Regions from separate parts of the Sus scrofa genome. Here region 2 is linked to region 1. The links are chromatin contacts, called in public Hi-C maps. All regions are on one chromosome and are shown on one strand. The core of a region is the stretch at or near the end of the contact, and the rest is flanking DNA. Distances in the headings are between cores, read along the strand shown.

Region 1 (5,580 bases), core at 1,738-4,237:
AATCAGACTATCATTTGTGAGATGTGGCTTAGAGGGGGAATTACTTGATCCTGTGGTGAAGTCTCGGGACTTTGGTGGGAGATTAGGAGGTTTGTGGGGAATGAAGAGGGTCGTGGCTTTGAGGAGGGTGTCTGATGTTCACATGTTATCACGGCGCTGAGCTGGCCCTTTGCCTTTCAACTGCATGCACTGACTCAGTCCTCAATTTGTGGCCTGCCACGGGCAAAAAGGGTTTCTGGTCTCATCCTTCTCCCAGTCTGTGCACATTACCAAACCACAACATAAACTCACCACCTTCAGCAGCCTCCGCCCAAAGGAGGTTTCCGATGAGAAAATTGGAATGTATGTGCCAAAAATTAGGAAAGTTGCCCAAAGAACCTTGTAATCGTAGAGGAATAGCATCTACCTGGTCTCTTTCTTTTTTGTCTAATGGTGACCCTTCTGATTTAAGAAAACAGCAAATTTATATGGACTCTGGAGTCAGATTTGTTTGAGTTTAATTTCTGGCTGTTGTACTTGTTAGTGGAATAGTCCTGGGCCAGTTTTCTCATCTGAAAATGGGGATAACAGTAATACCTGTCCCTCAGTGTTTGTTTCAAGAATGAGAAATGCACATGTCATATTGAGGGCACCCTTGGACATGTGAACAAATGCCCATCCACTGTTAGCCTTACTGTTACTTTATTGCTCTTTATCCACAAGATATTTGCTGAAGAAAGAGGAGATATAGGAACATATTAAACACATACAAAGGTAAGAGGCACTAGTGCTTTCCTTAACTAATTACATCGGTCCTCACTAGGATCCTTTCCAGGGTGGAGATTGATTTTATATGTATTTTACTGTTGTGTATACTCAGCAAGACTTAGAGTATATGATTTTCAGAAACTTGTATCTTAGTTGGGGTTACAGAATATACCCACTTGGCAATCTATACACAAAATGACCCACATAAGAACAAAGAAACAAATGAAATTGGAAACTCTTTTTTTAGCTTTTTTTTTGTGTCAAATATGTTGTCTTAATCCCATATTTCTATGTATAATAGCAAAGTCACTGCATGGAGTAGTGATCAATCAACATTTATTAAATTCCTCTGCTTGTTGAACAGTTTGTCATTCTAGGACTTAGGAACTCTCAAGGAGGGAAAGTTAATAAGTTGGCAGTGTCAAACTATAGACTCTCAGGAAAGTTAAAAAAAAAACAACAAAAAAACCAAACCTCAAGTTTTAAAAATAATAGTAAGGGGGTTCCCATGGTGGCTCAGTGGTTATGAACTTGACTAGTATCCATGAGGATACGAGTTCGATTCCTGGTCTCACTCAGTGGGTTAAGGATCCAGGGATGCTATGAGTTGTGGTGTAGGTCACAGACAGGGGAGGGCATGGGGAGGGTGGGGTGCTGGTCCTCTGATTCTTCCATTGCTGTGGCTGTGGCTGTGGCTGTGGCGTAGGCCAGTGACTACTGCTCCACTCAACCCTTAGCTTGGGAACTTCCATATGCTGTAGGTATGGCCCTAAAAAAAGCAAATATATGTTACAGGAAACTGGAGATACTTTCTGAACATACCAACTTTTTTCACCAGTCTGTTAAGAGTGGCCTGCTGTTCTCCAACTATGGGACTTTGATCCTCCTGATAACTAATTAAGCAAGGGTTGAAAATCCCTAAATGTCTTTTGTTCAGAATTTTTTAACAGTGGTTAAAAAATGTTCTGTCTTACAAAGGTCCAAGAGGTATGTGTGTGTATGTATTTCAAGTGAGTGCTAGTGAATAGACAGTATTCAAAATATACCATTACAGAGACATTAGACATTCTATAATGTTGAAGATTTTAAGAAATAAAGTGGAAATCATTGGTGTGGCTGTGCTGTGTGTGGACATACAATTAAAGCTCGAAAGACTGGGCATTTAGTGAATAAGCAGTATGAGTGTAATGAGTGCCACAGGTCCAGGTCAGCATTATGGAATTCATCTTTCACTTCTGAATTTTCTCTGGTCAGAGACAATGTTGGATTCAGATGAAGCTTAGTAATGATTGAAGTATAGTACACCAGGCCTGCCGTGTCTCTCAACCTAAGCTTACAATTGTGGAACACCCTAAAAGAAAAAATCCAGTGACCTCATTATGTAGTATTTGGCAGCTGTGGACACAGCATTTTAGCTGGGACTTTAATAGAGAAAAGACAGGACAGAGACAGTACACATCCTGTGAGATCTAGGTGTCCTTCTGAAGCATTTTAGTTTATAATTTAAGGGCTTTTTGCCTTCCTACTCCGAGCAGCCTGGACAGTTAAGAGTTCCAGTCAGCCCCTCCCTCCCCTGCCCTCCCTCCTTTTGGTCAATCCTTGGAACTTGCATACACCATGGATTTGGTCTCGATTTTTACAATTAAGTGGGTTTTGTGCTCTGGATGTTTGCCATAGAAGGGTCTAAATCTTTTTTTTTTTTTTTTTCCTTCCTTAAAATGTGTTACTCTGATGATGTAAGAGAAGCACAGCCTCTTAAGGAAAGAAAAGGAAGCCCGTGAACTATTTGGGAGGTTTTCATTTTGCATACACCCATGCTTTGCGAAAGACTTTAAGTCCGGGTCAAAATCATGCCCTTGCAAATAGGAAAATGTGGGCTTGGCTCATGCTTTTGCTGGAGTACATGTCCCCGGAGTGGGGCGTTCTTATTTTACTTCTTCCCACAAAGTTGATCGGGTTTCTCTCACGAGGAGAGGGCCCTCTGGGCCTAGGCCTCAGTGAAATGCAGGGGAGACCCCTGGGCGCCCCTTTGCGACGGGGAGGGTCCCCGGGGTGCTCTGGCGTTCGCGTCTCAGGCCGCTTTGTGAAGCAGGGTGTCGTACCGAGCCCCTTGCAGTGGGAAACGTGCTTCCGCGCTTGCTCCGAGGCCCGGCGGCCGCCGCCCTCCGGCCTCCGCGCGAGGCGAGGCGAGGCGAGGCGGGCCGGCCCGGCGACATTTCACGAGGCCGCTTGGCAGCCATTTTAGATCCTGCCCGCGCTGCGAGCTCCTGGCTGCCAAAAACTGCAGCCGCTCCGTGCCAAGACACTCTTGGCAGTGGAGATAAACTTTGTAGAGATACACAGTCCAGAAATATCTTATAATTACAAAGCACAGGGGGCAGAATGTTTTTACAATACAGCTGTGCTAATGTAAACATTTAATTTGGCAGCCTTCTCCACCCACTTTTCAATTAACCGGGTTTAGGCAGATACTTTAGGTCTGTAATAAACTTTATTGCTACTTCTCGTAGAGTACAGTTTATGAAACACAGATTGGAGGGGCTTTGTTGGGGGGTTTCCATGCATATAGGAAAGCACATGGTGAAGGTTGTGCTGCCATGAAGGGGAAGTGTAAGCTTTCTGTCTCAGAAACCGCTACAGGCCCGGCTTGACGGAAACAGTTGCTTTAAGGGGAGAAAACTGTGGGGGCTGTCTCCTTTGGCTTCTTCAGCCTGCGAGAGGATATTAATAGAAAGAGGTAGAATCACTTATATAGCTACAAAAAGACACTTGTGTTGGTGATCATTAAAAAAGATAAATGTCCCCTGCAATGCATGAGACTGTTTCAGAGATAAATTCCCAATAACAGTTCTTACAGATATAATTATAATAATTGTGTAATCGCCGTGATAATTATTCTTATAGAGTGAAAGAAATAATTTTCTATCTAAAGTAGCATTCAACTCTTCAGCTCACAAAGCTAGTCAATAGATCCTTTTCAGCTAACCTAGAAAAAAAAATGGTAGAGGTCATAGAGTTTTAAAGCTAAATTTGGTTTTAATTGACATTGAGAAAGGGAATTTTTTTTTTCATAAGGAATATGACATCACATTTCATGATAGCTCTTTGCATAGATGTGTTTACACATTTCTCAGATAAATTAGAGAATACCATATACATGCCAAACGTATGGATATTTCATTTTTTAAAGACAAAGAAGGCATTCAGCTCATATTTTCATGTCTTACCATTTAGAAACTTTGCCTTGATTCTGGTTTTTATGGTTTTTAAAAATTATCTTTTTTTTTTTTTTCTCCACTTAATGGTGGATTTTCATAATAGCAAACCATTCTTATATTTTCCCCTCAGGACTCCATTTGAGTGCCTCGTTTAGTCTGGCTCCAACACCATTCAATCTGTGGGGTGTGACCATAAAGTAATTTTCAATTTGAAGTTGTATTCTTCTGTTCAGCTCCCAAAGCTCATCACCAGATCCCTTTCAGCCATCCTGAGAGATGATAGTGGTCAGAGAATTTTGAAGTTGTACTCTTATTATTTTATAGTCTTGTTATTTTTATCCTCCAATAGCTCTTTTGCCATCATATTACCTTTATGCATTCTGCTCATCACAGCTAAACAAGGCATTTGCAATGGCTTTTATTCTCTCAGATGTTTTACTCTTTAAAAACAAAAATCAAACAAAAAATGTTTGTCTCACAGCTAAATCCGTGTGTGTGTGTGTGTGTGTGTGTGTGTGTGTGTATCATGTCAGTTCTATTTTCAAAATATAATACCTGAGGATACTGTTTATTTGTAAAATTTAAGCAGCTTATTTTACCTGTTAGCAAGTGATAAAAGCACAACACAGATTAAATTGTATGCTGCATGAAGAGAAGGACAAAAAATGTTTTGTCCTCTGCTGTAGACTGAGCTCCAAGGATGATGCATCATGGAATCTTTTGGTGCTCAATCTTGTGTTGGTGGTAGTTTTTTTAAAAAAATTCTTTTTATTGGGAGTCTCCTTTGTGGCTCAGCAGTTAATGAACACGACTAGGATCCACGAGGATGCAGGTGCAATCCTTGGCCTCACTCAGTGGGTAGGATCAGGTGTTGCTGGGAGCTGTGGTTGTAGATCACAGATGCGGCTCCAATTTGGCATTGCTATGACTGTGGCGTAGGCTGGTAACTGTGGCTCCGATTCACCTCTTAGCCTGGGAACTTACATATGGCACGGGTGAAGCCCTAAAAAGCAAAACAAACAAACAAACTTTTTGTTAAAGTAGAGTTGATTTACAATGTTGTGCTAATTTCTGCTGTACAGGAAAGCGAGCGACCCAGTCATTCATATATGAATACACACACACACACATATATATATATATATATATATATATATATATATATATATGTATATATCCCTTTTCTTATATTATCTTCCATCACGGTCTATCCCAAGTTGTTTTTTTTTTCCCCTAAAATAAACAATGGGTAAATCTAGTAAGTACAAGTTGGAATCCTAAATACTAACTGTTAATTAACTGTATAAATTGGTAGGTCATTATGAAACTTTTCTTTGGATTGTTTTATTTTTCTTTGGGAAATTAATGCTCTTTGTCTCAATTTCTTCATGGACGGTGTATCCAAGATAATATCCTTTCTGCAGCTGAAATGAACTCCCTGAATTATACAGGACAGAGTACAATAGAAGGAGGTCACAGTCTTGTGCAGGGAAGCAGCATCTAAGCCGCCAACCAGGAGGCAGTGTTAAAAGGCCTTTATTGGAGATATGAGCAAGGTGTTGCAGGCCTGGGGGTTGGCCTCTTTAGGTGGGGGAAAGTGAGATTCAAGGAAGAT
Region 2 (5,498 bases), core at 1,062-3,561, 93 kb before region 1:
TAGCTTGCTTAGATTCTGGCACATAATTTTTAATAATCTACGTCATGCCTTTTCTTTTTGAGAACCTACTTGGTTTTTAATTGCCATTCTGTTCATGAGATACACAAAAAACAAGAAGCATGTATTTTATTTAATACATTAAAATGTGCATCCAACATTTTAAACATATGTAAACTGGATTGCTCTTGATGGTAGAAGGATTTGCTATTTTGTCTTGCTAATACACTTGAAAAGCTTTGTTTGCATTTTTGATTTAAACTTGATATTGACCTGAAATGGGGATGCATGCAAGGTTATTAAATACTGGTTTCCTTTCATAGTCTCTTGGAGATGCTAACATATTTCTTTAAATTTCCTGATGGTAAAGCATTAATTTTTTTGGTTATGACTTATAGTTATCATGTAACAATATCTGTTCTATTTACAGTCTCTAAATAAGGGAAAAGCTGCTTACAGTAATATGAGGATCACTGGTCTTAGAATAATTAAACAGACTTGTTATACTACATTAATCCCTTTTGGAACATTTGAAATGACTTCTTAGTACTAACAAACACAGCCTACAATTAATCTGCTTTTTGTATCCAGCATTTGTATAATATAAAACATGTGTATGGAGAAACATATTTCAGGTTTAAGATGAGTTCATAGGAGGACAAAATGAAATTATATTGGACTGTTAAGGCAATATGAATATGATTCCAAGTACTGATAAAACATGGAATTCATTTTGAATCGGCCTAGGTAGACAAATTGTTTTTCATAAGTTTATGTTTTTTGGTAAAGTTTGAGCTCTCAGAATTACTTTCTCCTGAGATCTAAGTTTTGTACGTGACATAGCAGATATTTGCAGTATGAAATGGAAACATTTGTGCAATCTAATATCCAGAAGGTATGTTGACACCTTGTGAGCTGGTGTTTCTTGCTTGGTACCTGTACTGATACAGCTATTTATTAATCCTAGAAAAAAAGGAAGTAGACTCAATTTTAAAGTCTCATCCAGTCTTTTTCTATATTTCATAGCAGTTATTTAAGTTAAGGATAGACTCTGCATTCACTATTCAAACAATATTTTTACAGATTTGTTTAAGGGACTTCTGAATTAGGATTGTGTTTACATCTTCTGTGGTGGGAGCTCCTTGAGGCATAATTTCCTCCTTGATGTGGGCTTTTTTATTGTTGTTGAGTTTTTCCCACCCAGGGATGTGAATTCAACCTTGTGTATTCCAGTTACAGGGAAAAGATGTGGTGTAGGATGAAGTACTAGTTCAATTCTGAGGCAGATTGCATGTGTATGTACAGAGTACCATGGAAGTGCTGGGCTTACTGAGTGGTTTGCAGCCATTTTAGACCATGTGCCTGGGACCAGCTAACACATTGTCAGGAAAAAACATGATGTAGCAACAATATTAGATCATGCAAATGAGACTACTGAATAGTAATAGTTATGGGCAATATTTTGGAAAACACTGATTAGTGACAGTTTTATTACAGCAAATGTATGTATCAAGTCCCCAGATTTCATTGTAATGCACTGAAAACAGATGTCAAAGTGTCCCAAACAGAATTTCATGGTTAATCTACATATTGCATGGAAAGTACAAACAAACCATTTAGAATTCTGTTATTTAATCCTTTTAGAAGGAATGAAAATATACAATTTAGATTTACTCCATTCTTTCTTTTAATTTCAGTTTTTGTTTTCTAGGAGCTGATGATAAATTATTTTTTTCTTTGCTATTTCTTAAGATGCCTATGGGAGAAGACATATCTGCATATGGACATGGTTTTACTTAATGTACTTTGAACTGTAAGTTTCTGAACATAAGGTCTTTGCATTAAAAAAAAAAAAATTAGGCTCTAAATTATTTAGTGACCTGGTAATGGAATTACTTTCTTCTATTCCTTTGTTTACTGATGTAGCATTTCGCTCTATGCCACATAGTGATTGAAGCAGCATACAGAAGTGGAAGAGAAGAAAATTGGTAGCTCACCCTTTTGCGAGCATGGGGGCCTCTCAGTGACTCAGTTTCTTTATCTGTCAAGTGACTGCGTTAGCTGAAGACCTCTGCTGTCCCTCTTAGCTCTGGCATTTTAGGAATTTGGCTTCTGCTTTCCCTGGTTGGGAGGGTGGGAAATCTTCTTCCCCGTAAGCAATATTTAATGAAGTTTAGCCGGATCTTGTTAAATTTTGTATTTTAATATGTTTTATTTATTAATGAGAAATAGAAAATGTGTAACTTGACTCTTGAGTAACACTTTCGTGTTGCTCAATTCAAAGTCCAGTAGTCGAATCATTTGGGTTCAATCTAGATAAAAAGCTTGCTTTTTAAAGAAAGAGGTCTTTACCTCCTAGAATTTTAAAGCTGGAATGATCTCTGGAGACCTTCTCACTTTACAGCTGTGGGTACTGAGTCTAAGAGCAGCCCAAAGCCACTTTGGTTATTTGTGTTAGATTTACTGTTACATGGGCATAAATAAGCATAAATAACAAAAGTGCTATTTTTGAACATGGCAATTTTTTTTAGGTACATAGAGAAAAATCATGATTAAAAGAACATGTACTATCGTTTGTAACTTATTGGAATCAACTAATTGATTCAAGAGACCCATCTTTTTTTTTTTTTTTAATAGTTTTTCATAGGATATATTCTAATGAAGTCAGTCCACAGCCATGGTCTTCATGAGAATAACTGTCTCTCTTTTTCAGTGGGTGGAAAAAATACTCTTTTAAATTATGATCACCTAATATGGATTTGATAGTGATTGGAAAACAGAAACGATCCATGAAAAATGTACTCCCAGATTTCCATTAACATTAAAGGTCATGTTTGAGACCGGTTGTAAGAAAAACCTTTTTTGAAAGCCAGATGTTGGAAGGAAAGATGGGAGCTGGTTAAGAGGAGTTGGTTTAAGTTCTGCTTCCTGGATGTCTCCAGTTTTCAGATTAGCTGGATAATTACTTCATCTCCATTTTCCTTTGGGTGGTGTATCTCTCTCATCTTAGTTTTAAAAACTGTTTTTTTCCCCCCTCAGTTCATTCATTTATTTATTTATTTTGCTTTTTTAAGGCCACAACCAAGGCATGTGGAAGTTCCCAGGCTTTGGTCGAATTGGAGCTGCAGCTGCCAGCCTATGCCACAGCCACAGCAATGTGGGATCTGAGCAGCATCTGCAACCTACACCACAGCTCATGTCAACGCCGGACCCTTAACCCACTGAGCGAGGCCAGGGATTGAACCTGCGTCCTCATGGATACTAGTTGGTTTTGTTTCTGCTGCCACACAATGGGAAATCCCTTTCCCCTCAATTTAAAATAAATATCCATATGCCTTCTTTTGTTTAAGAGATGTTTCTAAGAATTTTTTCCTAGTTTAATTTTAGAAACAAAACATACTAAATTCACAAGGGGAATTCAATTTTAAAAGGAACCATACAATGAATCCTTTTGCCAAGGTAAGAATTCTTTATAACATGAGATTTATCTGTAAATTATGTTATAGGACTGTCCTGTGATATGCTTATATATGTATCCTGGTAACCCTAAATACAGCAGAGATTAGTAATTTTTAAAGCTGAGATATGAGCAGTTTGAAAAAGTTTAATATCAGCTACCTTTATTAGCTAACTTCTAGTTTGATATTTTATGAAGAAAGCTTGAAAGTATTTTTTAATTTATTTTTTTATTAGGAGATAGTCGATGTACAGTGTTAGGTCGATTTCTGCTGTACAGCATAGTGACCCAGCCATACATATATATATATATATTCTTTTTTCTCATATTATCTTCCAATATGGTCTATCCCAAGAGACTGGATATAGTTCTCTGTTTTACATTGTAGGACCTCTTTGCTTATCCATTCTAAATATGAAAGTATGTTTTAAAAGCATAGTTGGAGATGGAAAGATAGATAAATAAAAGTTGGGTATTATCTAAGTGCAAGACACTAAAACCAGAGGAAATATTATGGGGACATACTATAAAATATATAATAAGTAGTCGATGAATGAATGAATATAAATTACTTAAACTGAATGTAGAACATGGGGGACAAATCTGACGACTGTTATTATGATAATTCAAGGGAAGTTCCTCAACCTAGGAAAATCCAATTTTTACTGAGACTTGTTTTCTTTTGTATCTCCACTGGTGACTGGTCACTGTAGAAGTATAGGAAGTGTCATCCCCACCTTATATGTACTTTAAGTTTCAAGAATTAGTAAAAAAAAAAAAAAAACCAAAAAGCAAAAAACCACCACATGAAATATATAGTATCTATATTAGCAATAGAGCATATTATAGAATCAAGCTGTGGCTTTAAATGTTTGTTTTACTATTATTCATTTTGTGATTAGGTAGATTAGTTATATTTTCTAGGATTCAATTTTTTGAGCTCTATGGTGGGTACCTACTTTATTTGTGAGGGTGAAATGAAAAAATGCTTGTGAGGTGCTTGACACTGTTCCTGTCATGTTGTAGGTACTCAGTAAGATGTTTGCAATCACTGCTATAGTTTTTAATCAGCAGCCAGTATGGTGCCTGCCCATAGTACATTTGTGTACTTTTTTGTTCAGTGAATGAATACTTCCCACCTATACTAAGGATTCTGGAACACTTCATTTCCCTTTTGTGGAGCAGAACATTAAATTAGGAACAATACTATGACAAAAGTGGGAAGAAAAATATTAATGTAGCAAAAATTAAAATATTTTAGTTGCTATGTAATGCCTCAAAATTGACCCTGAATGAAATGAACGATGAAGAATGTAGAACCACAGCAGAGTATATGTAGGTGACTTAAGGAAATAACCTTTCCTAGGAACATAAAGACATATTGGATTCTTGTATAAATTTCTTCATAGAATCCAGTGTACTTTACACTATCCATTTTTCATATAGCTTTTCATTTGCGTTATAAGGAAATCTCAGACATAAACATAATTGGAGTGATAAAAGAACATATCTATAAATGTTGCCCAGCCAGGAATATCTGAGCAGTGGTACTTTATACAGGACACCAAGACTTTATTATTATTATTATTATTATTATTTTGTCTTTTTGGGGCTGTACCTGTGGCATATGGAGGTTCCCAGGCTAGGGATTGAATCAGAGCTATAGCTGCTGGCCTACACCACAGCCACAGCAATGCAGGATCCGAGCTGCGTTTGGAACTTACACCACAGCTCATGGCAACACCGGATCCTTAACCCACTGAGCGAGGCCAGGGATCGAACCTGCAACCTCATGGTTCCTAGTCAGATTCGTTTCCAGTGTGCCACAATGGGAACTCCAGGACACCAGGTCTTTAAAATCCTGAATCTTTGCATGGACTTGAATGGTAATATATATTTTTCCTCCTTTATGTCTCTGATAGCACTGAATTGTAGTCCCACAAAGTTTGGAAGAGATATCTTAGTACTTTGTGTAAGATATTTTCTGAAGAATAATTGCTGACTGTTTTGTTTTATTAAAATATGTTACATTATTTAAAAAAAT

What was found. A called contact is a pair of places that touch in the nucleus more often than the background predicts.
Region 2: a contact with region 1 is called in a Hi-C map of liver, with 2.4 times the contacts expected there. The contact joins two enhancer-like sites. A contact is called at or near these places in 5 of 47 Hi-C or Micro-C datasets (fetal heart ventricle, fetal skeletal muscle, liver and 1 more) and 1 of 2 datasets of contacts at active chromatin or transcription factors (skeletal muscle).

Annotation. Positions count from the first base shown.
Region 1 is chr1:208,293,999-208,299,578 of Sscrofa11.1, forward strand. The region is part of intron 2 of NFIB (nuclear factor 1 B-type); the gene reads left to right. Among named protein-coding and RNA genes, the nearest start is that of NFIB, 110 kb to the left of the region's middle. Within about 2 kb of position 2,988, at least 35 of the 83 cell types and tissues checked have an H3K27ac peak or open chromatin away from gene starts, as enhancers often do. A contact at or near this core is called in liver, where this site is marked.
Region 2 is chr1:208,201,665-208,207,162 of Sscrofa11.1, forward strand. All of the region lies in intron 2 of NFIB (nuclear factor 1 B-type), which reads left to right. Among named protein-coding and RNA genes, the nearest start is that of NFIB, 22 kb to the left of the region's middle. Within about 2 kb of position 2,312, at least 2 of the 83 cell types and tissues checked have an H3K27ac peak or open chromatin away from gene starts, as enhancers often do. A contact at or near this core is called in liver, where this site is marked.